2 separate regions of the Drosophila melanogaster genome follow, and region 1 is linked to region 2. A link is a contact called in public Hi-C data. All regions are on one chromosome and are shown on one strand. The core of a region is the stretch at or near the end of the contact, and the rest is flanking DNA. Distances in the headings are between cores, read along the strand shown. Region 1 holds the start of ALiX (ALG-2 interacting protein X). Region 2 holds the start of dsd (distracted).

Region 1 (6,672 bases), core at 1,708-4,207, 93 kb after region 2:
TGGATGCATAGTGCGAGGGAAGGGCTGGAGTGGCCGGACATGCCTGGCGGCTGGACTCTGTGGTCAAGTCCTTGAGCAGCTCCTCCTTCTCTGTCTTGCGGGCGAACACAAAGTCGCTGATCTTGTTCTGGAACACAACCAGCAACTGCGTGAGGTCGTTGTAGAACTTGGTGCCCTCCTGCAGATTTCCAGAAAGTTCAATGTAGCTATCGAAGGCGGTTGCTAGCTCCTGGTATAAAGTATCCCGCGAGCTGCCGCAGCTACCAGTTTCAGAGACAAAGGCACCATGGGCGCTTTGGATCTCGCTGACCAAGGACTGCTGACGTTCCACGCTCTCGCGCACCTGCTGCTGCAGGGGATTGAGCACTTGGCCAATACGCGCCAACGAGAGGGCGGGCTCGTCAATAGCGCCATCCTTCTGCAGGGCAATCAAAAACTCGTCCTTCATGTTGAAAGTGGCACCTTTCAGCTCGGACTCAATGGCCTCACGCTCCGCCTTAATGGTCTCCACGTCGTCCATCAGCTTCTTAAGACGCTGCACGCTGGAGCAGTTTGGGTCCACACTGCCACTGGCCGAGGGCAGAGACTGTTGGATTTGATCGGGTGGCAAGGACAAGAGTTGGATGCCCTTCTGGTTGGCCTCAAACTTCTGGCGAACCACCTTGTCGGCTTCGATGGCATTGGTGATGACTTCGCGATACTTTTTCGCGTTGGTGCGGAACATCTCTGTTAGCTTGTCGGAGCTGATGCGAGTCCAACGATCCTTGAACTGCGCCCGCAACTGGTTATCGGAGTCGCGTTCTTCGTCCAAGAGCCGCTCGGTTTCGTCGAGGATCTCGCGGTTGCGGTTCAGAAGCTCGGGAAGATCCTTAAGCATCGTCTGCACATTTTCAATGCCCCCCTTCTGGCGAACTTCATTGGCCTTTTCCTTTAGCGACGGCGGAAGCCCACTGTTGCCATCGGCTGTCTCCACGGCCGCTGGAAGATTCAAGCTGGCCAAAACAGCATTCAGAGTCTGGGTGGCTTCACGCAACTTCATGATCTCCACGTTGACGATCTCATTGCGGCGCATATCGGAGGCGGTCAGAGCACGATGAAGCTCCACGGGCACTAGGCTGCTGAATATATCCTTAAAATTTTCAGCCAAGGGGACAGCAATGGGCAGTGGCTTGGCCAACTGGGCTTTTCCAGGAGAGGTCAAGGTGCTCAGCTCTGGTATGATCTCGTTGTAGATGAACTCGTTGTCCTTGGTGGACTCGGTCAAGTTGCGCTTGGCGCGGCTGAAGTATTCATCCAAGTAGGTCTCATTTCCGCTACGCGTCTGAGCCGCCTTGAAAAGATCAATGGCGTTGCGCAAGCGAGCAATCTCCTCGCCAATCTTCTTGGCGGCACGGCACACCAGACTCTGGTACAACTGGGTGAGGGCATGGAAGCCGGCCTGCTTTCCAGCAATAGTAGGTATCCACTCCTTCTCCCACAGGCTGCGCACAGACTCCTTTTGCATAGCGCGCAGCACATCGGCGTAAGACTCCTCCGCCTGGCAGCAAAGCTTGGCGATGATCTGGTCCTTCAAGTTATCTGCCGGAATGTAAATACTTGAACATGTTAACCTCGATTCATAGCGGAATGTGTTTCCATTACTCTAGAGCCATTGATTGGTACATTATTTTTGTTGAATGGAATGATTCATTTCAATCGTTCTTATCATATAATTTCAAAGGAAATAACTGGGTAATGTCCCCACGTATCAAAAGTAATATCTTCGGATAAGCTTTGTCCGAAAAATATTGCATTGAGTGCTTTTATTGTATGCCAAAGACGCTTTTACCTGATAAAATAGTTTATCGCCCAATGTAAACAACTAAATTTTGCTCATAGATAAGCATTTAAATGTGAACGGTGTTCGTGCTCTTTGTGAATTAATTTTACATACCCTTAATTGCCTTCAGAATGAAAACCTCCTGCGCTTGGGCGACCATCAGAGCCTGCAGCACGGTTAGCGTATCCTGGCTGAGATCGGGCGTGGGTTCCGAGGGCACTGCCGCTGGCGTCGCTCCCTTCAAATACTGAAAGATGCCGGCGCTCTGCTGGAGCAGTTTGATGGTCAGCTTAAGGCCGTCATCCGAATCCAGGGACTGGTTGGCAGCGATGTTGCTCTGCAGGGCGGCAATGTTGAAGAGCACACAGACCTTCTCGTAAAGCAAGGAGGTGTGAGCTGTGGATGGTGGATGCCGTTGGGTTAGTGGTGAAATATACTTGGCACATGGCAATGAATCACTCACTCAGGCTGATCTTGCCGCCGAAAATGGAGCCCTTGTCGAAGGCATCCTTCCACTTAAAGGGTATCTGAAGTTCGCTAACCGATATCTTGGTCTCCAGCGCACAAATCTGGTCATAATAGCTGGAAATACAGAGCAGGCAACAAAACCCGGAGGCAAAACATTTAGTTAACGACTACGTCATCCGAGAGCTTGTTTACGTCTGACCACCACACCAATACAGAAGCACCAGGTGGAATCGAATCGAATGGAATGGGTGTGATTAGCTGCCCCGTTGTGCGGGTGACTCATCGGGAGATTCCCGGAAGAAGGCCACAAAGACATGGTGGTACTTACGCGTACACAATCTCCAGCGAAGCCTCGTACTTTTCAAAGAATTTCCAAATTGCCGTATTGCGTTGTTTCGAAAATTCGTTGACGGCCTCTCCGTACTTGCCCTTCTCCTCCTCCGACGCACCGTTGTAGGTGCTCTGGATGAGATTGTTCAGCGGCTTGATCACATCCACCTCCGACGGCTTCTTCAGCGGCACGCCCAGAAACTTCGACATCTTTTCCTGTTCTGCGGAGTCTGCTTCTTGTCCGACTTCTGATTCCAAGTGATATTAATTAATCGTCTGTCGCTCTATTCGAACTCCGCTTTACGCTCTCTTTCCTTCCCCTACAACAGCTGGCCAGCGATGTCCAGCCGTCGATACCGTTTTCGATAGCCACTAAAGAAATACTAAGGATTTAGTTCTATACTTCAAAGGTGAATTTTTGTCAAAGATACTTAATATTGTAAACTATTAAAAAAAAGTAATAGAATATTTTTTCTATGTTCTATGTTCTATATGTTTTTTATTACTAACATGAACCGGTAACTACCAGAGCTGCCACTATTTCAATACGTATGCACATTGCTACGTTTCTCGCCCTGTCGTTACGTTTTCAACAGTGTGGCATCTCTGCGGCGAGAGAAAGGTAACCCTAGACTTTCTATTTTCTGATTGCGTTGTTGTCGAGAAAATTGTGCGAAATTATTGGTTTTTTCTTAGAATTTACCGTAACAAGAAGCACGCTTACTAGAGTAGTTAGGCCTTGTCAAGAATTCGCACGTGAGTTGATATACGGAGCCCTGGCTTGGATATCCCAGTGACACCTAGAATCCCGTTCTATGTCATTCCGCAGAAGAAGCAGCAGCAGCAGTAGCGAGGCAGAAAACCGAAGAGACCCCGCGATGGCCGAAGTGGAGAAACCAACGGCGGCCACGCCCCCGACCGACATCCCCCAGGCCACGGCTGCACCTGCCAGCGAGGCGCCAGTGGCTGTAACGCCCACAGCGGATACCACCGTGGACGTCGAGCCGGGCACCTCGCCCACCCAGGAGCCCAACTCCAATTCGCATCCGCACGACTCCGAGTACGACACGGCCAGTGATCTGGAGGGCGGAGAGGACTATGACGACGAGGAGAGTGCCAGCGGCAGCGCCAGTGGCAGTGGGAGCGAGGAGGAATCTGAGACGGACGACGAGGACGATGAGGTGGGCAGCGAAACGGACGATGGCGAAGGGGAGCAGGCGATGGACCGCTCCGTCGCAGACAGTGAGGCCCAGAAGAAGGTGGACGAGGATCGCAGCAATCCGCAGTACATCCCAAAGCGGGGCACTTTCTACGAGCACGACGATCGGACGGCGGAGACCGAGGGAGAAATCCTGATCGAACCCGAAAACGGTGCTGGCCAGGCGGCGGCGGAGCCAAATGGCGAACTCAATGGACTTGCGGCCGCCGGTGCCACGCCGACTGGCCAAACGCCACAGATCTCACAGGCATCGAAGACCATGCGAAAATGGCAACCAGCTTCAGGCGGTGATCGCTGGTCTCACGATCGATTCGAGGCCACGGAGCAGGCTCCCAAATCCCGTGCAGAGTTGCTGCAAACATACGGCTACGACATTAGAAACGAGGACGCACCACCCAGAGCCAGACGTCGCCGGCGATATACGCGTGGGCCTAGTAAATACTCAAGAAACTGGGAGGACGAGCAGGCCTACCTCAAAGCCAGCAATAAGGAGCGCAAGCCGCCGCGGCCACAGGACTTCCCGGCGCTCAACGAAAGAAAGCCACGTGGTCCACGAACATCATCCTCGCGTGAGGAAAAGGAAAACCGACGGTCCGTCGCTGCTGAAGGCTTGGTTCCAGAGAAGCAACAGCCCTTGGCCAGTAGCTCCAATCCACACAGATCCCAGGAGCGTGAACGTGAGAGGGAAAGGGAGCGGGAACGCGATCGAGAGCCCAAGAATCGCAACTTCGGGCGGATGAACGGCGGCCCCGGACGTCAGAATGGCATGGAATTTAAGAAGAACAACCGTGGACAGCAGCTAAGAGAGCGGGAGCGGGGGCCAGACCAACTGGACAACCGTAACCAGAAGCCATCCACTCCACGCTCCAACCAACAACAACAGCCGCAGCAGCAACCTCATCATCAGCAACAGCCACAGCAGCAACGACAGCCGTCCCAGCCGCAGCAGTCTCCACAGACGCCGCTTTCCACGTCGAACCTTTCGCAGCGGCTCCAGCAGGTGCAGCAACGCAATGATCCCAGCCATGTGGGCAGTGTCCAGATGCATTCTCTGGCTAGCCAAAATCAGGCGCCTCAGCAGCAGCAGCAGCAGCCACTGCATCAGGAACAACGAAATGCGCCCAAGCGCTACTCCAGCTTGCGTCGCTCACAGCAGGAGGCATCACAGCACTTGGCTGAGCAGCAGCAACAGCAGATGCAGCAGCAGTTGCATCTTCAACAGCAACAGCAGCAGCAACAATCGCAGATCATGATTCAGGACCCCCATGTTCTGATGCAGATCGCCTATCAGCAACAGGAGCTGCAGGCCCAACTGCAGACCATGCAACTTGGACCACCTACTGCCGCAGGAGCAGTTCCAACACCACCAAAGCCACATGCCCCGCCGGCAGCCGCATATCCGCAAGCACAGGCGGCACCGTACTATGTGACCGGAACGGAGCCAGTTCCAGTGCCCGTTCCCCAGGCACCGTATGTTAATCCGGCTAGTGCCGCTTACTTGCCAACCACTCCGGCTGCCGTGGCGTACGCCCAAGCAGGGCCTCCGGTTGTAACACAACCCACACCGCCGCCCGCTCAGGCGCCGCCCGCAACGCAGCCGGCTCAGCCGTATCAGAACTACAACACGGTCGGTGGCACAACCTACTTTGTACCGCCGGCTCAAACCACTAGCCGACCAAGTGCTCTGCCCCAGCGTCGTCCCACCAACGCGATTCCCATTCTCCCGCCCTCCGAAAAGCATAAGGTCAAGGGTGGAGCGAAGGAGGAGGGCATCTCGGACAACATAGATCACATCATTGACAACATGTTCGTGCAGCGACCTTCGGCCTTCCAGGCTACCGGCGAAGGCGCAACTCCAGGTGGGGGAACAAAGGAAGAGGCGGCAGCCACTCCACCGGCTGCCGAGCAGAACCTTCAGCCAGTTCCGGCCACTGGGCAGGAATGAGTGCAGGCGTACGCCGGCTTGCCGCCACAGCAGCAGCAGAGACGAGGCCAACGGATAGCGCCGCCGCCCTCCTCCGGCTACTCAATGCTGCAGCCGCACGCTGGCTACTATCGACCTCCGCCCCCGCCGCACTAGTGCGGACAGCCCAGCTCCTAACTCAACTCATACGATTTTTTTTCCCCCATTCTGTCCTTGGGTCTGCGACTCAAAAAGTACTGCATAAATAAAGAAACGCAGTGAGAACCACTTGTAATTAGCATTTAGCTCCCAGATAATCGAAATTACTAACGAAAAGTTTTCGTATATAGACGATTATATATATATATATTGTAATCCGGCGCAAGCTCCAATTAATTTGTACGTAGTATCTAGGGCCGGCTAACGTATTGAAGCGGCTGGGCGCTTAGCTTATTTAGCCGCATTTTAGAATTGAAACACAAGAATTACCGAGAGAAATGTATTTGCAAAAACTAATCGATCATTGAATTTAAATAAACGTTTAACACGAAGTTACAAATGCTGCACACCCTTTCTGTCAAACTACAAACTACCAACGAAGTCTGCGTTTTCACTTAGTTTCCGGTGAAAGGTGGGTTGAACTAGGGATCCAATTTCAAATAAAAAATATTTAAATTCGACTGTTCGTTAAAATCTAGGTAATTGTGCTAATTGAAACAAAATGGAAAGAAAAACCAAAAATCTACTTTCTGATTGGAACTAAAAATGAGAACTGAATTTCAATGACGACATAAAGTAAGATTAGATCTTTTCTTAATACTAGATGAGCTTTTCATAGCTTGGATTCCTTGGCCAATTGTTCCAGGAGAACGCTGATGCGGCGGAATGAGTCCTTGAAAATGTCGTTGAACTTGCGAGCGCTTGTCTTTAGGC
Region 2 (6,797 bases), core at 1,694-4,193:
ATTTGCAATATGTATGCACAGCTTCAAGTACATTGTTTGCCATTTAAAGAAACTTTGCACACTCTTCTCGGTTATTTGTTTGTTCTAGTTTTAACAATTAACTCACATAGTCAGTGTACTCGGAGAAAGTGGAATCAGCAGCCTTCCGCATTCTAAATGCGACTCACGTTACACCAAGCAAGTGCCGATAAGTACTGCGTATAGTACACTAACAATTGCGGCCACAACAATAGTGCCGATGGGCATTTTTGATTATTAGAAAACACTTTCCGTGTGCCTACACTAATAATTGCTTATTTATCACAATGACTTATCTAGAGGGTACAATTTGGTTTGCTTGTTTAATCGTTTTATTTTTGTCATCGCTGGCCATCATATTTTTATTATTTTCGCTTGTCAAAAATATGAAATAGACCAGATCATTAAACGAGATTTTTTTTAAGTTTATGGTATCTAGCTTTGTGGCATCATAAAGTCAGAAAGTCATAAAATATTATTTATGTGGATTGCAAGGCCATATCTTTCAGTAGTTCTAAAACCTCTTTGATATTGATTATATCTATGCTAAATTCATATAGATTCTTAGATTCTCCCCAAGAAACCTCATATTTTTACGCCCGTAGCTGTAGGAGACTGCGTCGTGTGGGCGTTGTGTCTCGGTCAGTTCTAAACTTTGAGTAAACACTCCGTCCAGCCGGGATGCAGTCGTGCCTGGGGGGGCATATCAAACGATAGCCACGAAAAATCAATGTCGGCCAAAGATATATTTACACACTCATTGGCAGCCAGCCGGTGAGTCACTCTGTGCACTCGAGCACAGCTTAGCTTACGCACAGCTTTGGAGATGGTAGATGGAACCACATATATGTATAGCAATAGCTGGGGCATCGGCACCGTGAGCTGGAGTAGGTGAATAGGCGCCCTCGTCATGTGGCCATTCGGCTGGAATGCATTTGGAGTGAGGGAAACCAGTTCGATTGCGCCCAGTTTTTGCATAGAAAGCCGGCAAAGCAGTTGCCTTTCGAAGGCAACTTGAGCTGGTGAATCGTTGGCAGCGGTTAGATCCGAACTAGCAGCGAAAAGACTGAAAACTCACAGGCGATAAGCGGACACACACCGCTGATAAGGCCATGCCCTTATCACTGCTCAATTTGAGCGGACAAGTGTGTGGCCCCGGAATTTATGGCCCGCTAAATGCTGCGATCCAACGATCTCAAACGCAGGCCGGGATCAGGGGTCTGTGTGGAGCCTGAAACTGGTTTCTGGATGGTTGGGGCAGGTGAGGCGACGACCTCAATGCTCGAGTGCGCAAATTGCAGGTCCCATCATCAGCAGCACGGCAGGCAGGTGAATGGGTTTAATTATTGTCAAGATAGAACGCTCGCTTATCGGGCTTCGCGAGCAAATAGCCGCTGTTAAGAAACATAAACAAACTATTTCATGAGCTTTATGACGCCAGCCGTAAGCGTGAGCAACCAAACTGGCCCAACGACTTCTCACATACATATCTATTAAATATAATGTATAGCATTCGTGCAACACTTTAAATACATCAGCCTATGCCGGGCAAAAAGCTGTTATCTAATGTTTGGCAAAATAAACATTATTTTACTGGGATAATATTTTGGGATTGATGTGAAAGAGTTCTTTTAGGTGTATATACACCTCATTATTTATTAGTATGTCATTTGACATTTCTTGAATTAGATATTTTTATAGCACTGTTCCTACTTGGTTCGTCTTAAAGAAGCTTTACAGTAGATAAGCAAAGCGTTTTGTATCTGACTCAGGTAATATGACGAATATAACGTTTTCCAGAAATATATGTACATATATTTTCCCTGCTCAATCAGCACATTAGATGGCAAAGAAGCTAATGTGGCCAAAAAGCAGTGGCCTCTGCCCCAAACAAGTTCAAAGTCAAAGCGAAATAATTGAATAATCCGCATTGGAAGCGTCAGGAGGCGTAGAAAGCGGCCAGCAGGTGAAAGAATGTCTAGAGGGAAATGGGAGAAAGAGAACGGGAATTGGGAGAAAGTGGATGGTGGAGCGGTGAAGAGACGAGATAAACACGGCCAAGAACCCGTCCGACCAGATGAAACTGAACCGTTGGCTGACACAAATAGGCCGGACCGAAAAGGCAGAGGAGATCAGACCGAAAAGAATGGAAAATTGATAGGATATTGATGGCTTAACCACCACATCTTACTGGACTGGAGCTGATCTTTGGGGTAGCTGATCTATGGTCAATTATGTGACCTAATATGGAGATCTTACTCTATCTATGTGGCATGCTGTGCATAACCAGCCACTTACCGCACTTTTCCGCCACAGAACTGGCACTCCGGTCCCTGCCAGCCGTCGGCGCAGAGGCACTGGCCGTCCTCCTGGCACTGGCCGTCGTTCTGGCAGCGGCCGCCGTGGGCGGTGCAGTTGAAGGCGGCCGCCCGATGGAGTCCGCTGAAGCAGCCGTGGAAGAGGAGCAGCGTGAGGAGGAGCAGGCATTTTCGCCTGTACTTGGCGTTGAATGTGGGTGAGGTGCTGCTCCGGTTCGGTTGCTTCTGCGGTGGCTCCGCCGCCAGGCACATGATTTGCGTAGTTGATTCCAATTCACCGCCCGCCCGCAGCTTCACATCGTCGTCGTCCTGCAGCGAGTCCTTCGATTTTCGCGACTATTGCACAATTTTCCTTTGGGCCTTTCTCTCTGGCCGTTTTTCTTTTCTTTTCTATTTGCAATCTTTGCAATTCGGGGCAACCCAAGGCCCCGCACTTGAACGCACACACACACACACGCACACACTGGCACACTCACTCACACTCGCGAACGCGGCTGCACAACAAACAATATTGGCAAAAAGAAACAACAACCTGCATCCAGCGACTGGCAAAGTTATTGACAATTTATTTGTGAAACGAAACGAGAAATCTGCTGGGGGTCCAGTGCTGCACAGCGTTGCACTGCTTCGGCGTTGCAAGCACTGCTTAACAGGGTTGTCAAGTCACTGTCGGTATCGATAAGATATCTAGCAGGGATTACTTTAAAATTATTAAACAAGCTTAGTGTGGTACATTTACTTATCACATACATAAAGGAGTGCCAAATTTATATGAATAATAATATTAAAAATAATATAAGAGAATATTTTTAAAAAGCTTAATTTTAAAGCGTTAACAGTGCAAGTAATTTAACTGTGGCACACTTTTGTTGCTATAGTTTTTCGAAACGTTTTCAAAGTGGTAAAATTGGCAAAATTGTAATACCAATTTCATTACTTTAGAATATTCATAATGCGACATCGACATTTTTTATATATTTTCAGATATTTTTGTTATTTAAAAACAGCTCGTACAATCGATATCTTATCGCTGCAAACATTTCAGCCCTCGCAGTCGTTACAACCGTAACAGCACAGTTACAGTTGCAGCTTTCTGTTAGTAGGACTGCTGTTTATTTGTTTATTCAAAAATTAGAAATAAATGTTGAAACCAAAGTAATATTTATAAAAAAAGCACTTAAAATAGAGCAAGAATTGTAGTCTTAGAAAGAATACATAGAACTTAGCTTATGAACAAAGAATTAAACACAAATAAATAGAAATACAGTAACCAGAAAATCAATACCCGTTAACAACAACCGGAGCGCGTAAATTCCGTCAGTTTGACAGTTGCGTTGATAAGAACGATGCGGACGGACTTTTGAGTGCGCAGGCGCGCTCCGAGCGCACCCGTCCCCCCTTTCGTCATCGTGGCTGTTTGCCTGCCAACTACTTTCCGGAATCCGATTTCTCAGACAGTCCACGTTCGGGCGTCGTTGCAAGCAGTGTGTGCTAACGGTACTCCAACCGCGCTGCATGTGCGTTCCCCGTTTGCATCTGTGTGCGTGTGTGAGCGGAGAAGGAAAAAGAGGAAAATAGCAGGGAAAACGGGAAACAGTAACGGGAACGTCTGCCCCAAAAAACTGTTGCAAGAACACACTCGATTCCGTTGGCGCTGCACCAATTTTTCGCTTGAAAAGTAGTAATTCGATTGGATCAATTCAGTTTTCCCATAGCAGCAGCAGATTCAACGCTACTTCATCCCAGCAGGAGCAGCCGAGAAGGGGGCGGGGACTTCACAGGTGAGTTGCGGAATTCCGTTGTCCCCTGGCTGGCAAACATCCTTTTAGCCTCTCTCGCTCGGTGGTGGATTGGCCCAAAGCCACGGACACTGCGAATGTCTATACTACAGGCCAAACTGCCTAAGCCCAACCAATTTAAGGTTTTTAAAGTCGTGAATTAGTCGAAATTTTAGTTGGACTCCTTTGAGACTTTGAAACTTTAAGTGACTTTATGATTGGTTAAGAATAACCAAATGCTAATGTTTTGCAGCAGAATCTCAAAACAAAAAATTTCTCAAATATGTAAAAATTTTAATTTCATGGCGGTGAAGAGTTTGTTGTAGGATAGTTTCACCGTATGTGGCTGAGTTTCAGTTGTGGCCACATCAGCACAACACCTTGGGCGCCACAAAAACTTCAAAATTCTGTGCTAATTACATGTGCTTTGATGCCTTAGCCCTTGGCTTGGTTACATACTTTTTTTTATCAGCCCTATTTGCCAAGCTTATACGAATTAAATTCCCCGCGTTTCGGTATCGTTTCTAGTTTCAGTTGAGTGAGCTGCCCACGCACGTTTTCGATTAATCCGCATCAAACAACCAATGACAGTGAAAATCGATCGGCATTGGCTTTGGCAGTTGGGTACTACGGGTGTATTATGTTTTCCCTGCACTGAAATCCGAGGTCCATATCGAACAGAAATGCGTAACAGAAGACCCGGCTCGAAACCAATTGCCGAGAAATGTTTTTTATTTTTCAATTTAGCTAGTGTGTTTGGTCAAGTTATCGAATTCATCATAAGCTAGCTAGTTCTAAAATGAAAAACTGGACCGAGTTATTCAAGTCGTATCATACAAAGATTTTCTTTCTGTGCACTAATCGAGATACGACTCCGGCGGGAAAAGTACGGCCGGAGCAAAGGGCAATCAGGAGCACACGCCTATAAAAAGCCCGTGGAAAATGCGTGCCGAAATTGAAATTCCGTTAGTTGTTTTGGTCAACCGGGGCGATAAGCATTTAAGCCATATAGCACATAACCGTTACATTTGGATTGGGGCGACAGCTGGACGATGGTTGCGTGTGTGTGTATCTGTGTGTGCCACAATTTCTCAGTTTGCATAATTTAGATGCCGCTGCCAAAGTCGACGTCGACTGCGGCTGCGACTGCGACGCCAACGCATGACCGCCAATGTCTTGTTCTTGTTTTTGTTCTTGGCGCTTCTCTTTGAGAAATTATTTTTAAGTTTGTGTGTGCCCCACTGCGGGTGTGTGTGTGTGAGTGGCAATGTGTGTTAGCGTTGCTGCCAAGGTCATTACATTTAGTCTTATTTCGCTTATCGGCATCCGCGACGCAGAGTGGCGTATTGATTCGGGTGACCGCCCACGCGGGTGTTTGTAAGTACCCGCGATGTGAGTGGTGAGTGGCACCCGCACTTTAAATTATTGAGTGTGAGTCGATTGGCAATAAATGCATGTATTCTGAATACGTAGTAAAATGAATGGATACTCTAATTGCAAACAAAGAGAATGGTGTATTTGGCTGCGTTTTAGTTGGCCCTGCCCCGTATTTCGCAAATACAGTGCGACATAGATAAGTGTGATCTTACGAAATTTTTCAAAAATATTTATTGATTTCAATATTATGTAAATTTTTAATTGCTTTCACATACACACTTCATGCTTCTTCTTAAGTTAGCGGTTCAAGTTGATGTTGCTTGACTGTATTTTGTCGCGATTTGCATTATATAATTCGAGCTGACGTCGGAAGGACGATGTGGCGGCTCTTTGTGGCAAGTTCAAGTGCAGTTTGCTCGATTTGCGGTTTTTTTCCGAATGTTTTGCCAATATTTTTGCCATTGACAACAGGCGGCTTTGCTTTTGTTTCTTCCATTTTGTTTTGTTGCTTTTTGCTGTTATTGTTATTGTTTGTATCTTGCCAGTATCTCTGACTAGCTGCCATGTTGATTATTTTGCATAACTGAAGCGGCAGCAATGGAAAAATTGTTTATATTGCCAAGGAGAAGGAAAAACGCACCCGAAAACCAAATACATTTGGGTAGTTGTAACTCTGTAGCGCCACTGAGGCGCACAATTTTCCCCAGCATGTTTTCCAAAGGGGAAAGGGAATGGGAATGGGACTGGGATCGGGAATCGGAATTGGAATGTAAATGGGGACGGGGTGGTTTGGGTTAGGTTAAAGTAGAAACAAATTATACGACACACACACACACCCAACTGCCCCCCCAATCCACCCCGTCCCCAGTCGCCAGAAAAACGTCAATAAACAAGCGGCAGTGAACAATGGAGGGCAGCAGGGAAATGCTGGGAAAAGAGCCCAGCGTCAGCTTTTCTATGGCGTTTCCCCAGTGTTTTCCCCATCGCTTTTCCACCATTAAAGCTCAGTGCACATATAGAAAGACATTCGATGTAGCCGGCAACCCAAAGAGCTGTTTTTCCAACCCTCACCCCACTTCTATCCACGGGGTGCGTATTTGTCAATGTTGCTTTTCTTGGCTGTCATTTATTTCGTCATTTATGCAAAATTTTATTGCCATTTTCCCCTCTCCGCTAAGCTTCCCATTTTCCAGCAAGAGTTAAGCAAGAGAGGAGTGGTTTTTGCGTGGAAAACCTTGCCAATTAAATGCATGCACGTCCTATTTGGCGTCGCCTTTTGTTGTTGCCCGCTTTTTTTCCACCGATT

The links. Hi-C and Micro-C count contacts between places; a contact is called where the count stands out from the background.
Region 1: a contact with region 2 is called in a Hi-C map of the Kc167 cell line, with 4 times the contacts expected there. A contact is called at or near these places in 2 of 107 Hi-C or Micro-C datasets (the D17-c3 cell line and the Kc167 cell line).

Annotation. Positions count from the first base shown.
Region 1 is chr3R:27,697,153-27,703,824 of dm6, forward strand. ALiX (ALG-2 interacting protein X) reads right to left here and starts at 2,958. Exons shown (of 6, transcript NM_143325.4): 1 at 2,616-2,958; 2 at 2,283-2,401; 3 at 1,934-2,215; 4 at 1-1,578. The coding sequence starts at 2,827. btz (barentsz) reads left to right here and starts at 3,212. Exons shown (of 2, transcript NM_001276099.1): 1 at 3,212-3,373; 2 at 3,447-6,293. The coding sequence starts at 3,496. The coding sequence ends at 5,916. CROT (Carnitine O-octanoyltransferase) reads right to left here. Exons shown (of 6, transcript NM_170352.3): 6 at 6,227-6,672. The coding sequence ends at 6,572.
Region 2 is chr3R:27,604,453-27,611,249 of dm6, forward strand. dsd (distracted) reads right to left here and starts at 2,944. Exons shown (of 8, transcript NM_001276084.1): 1 at 2,317-2,944. The coding sequence starts at 2,588. Tusp (tusp,) reads left to right here and starts at 3,427. Exons shown (of 11, transcript NM_001202374.2): 1 at 3,427-4,117.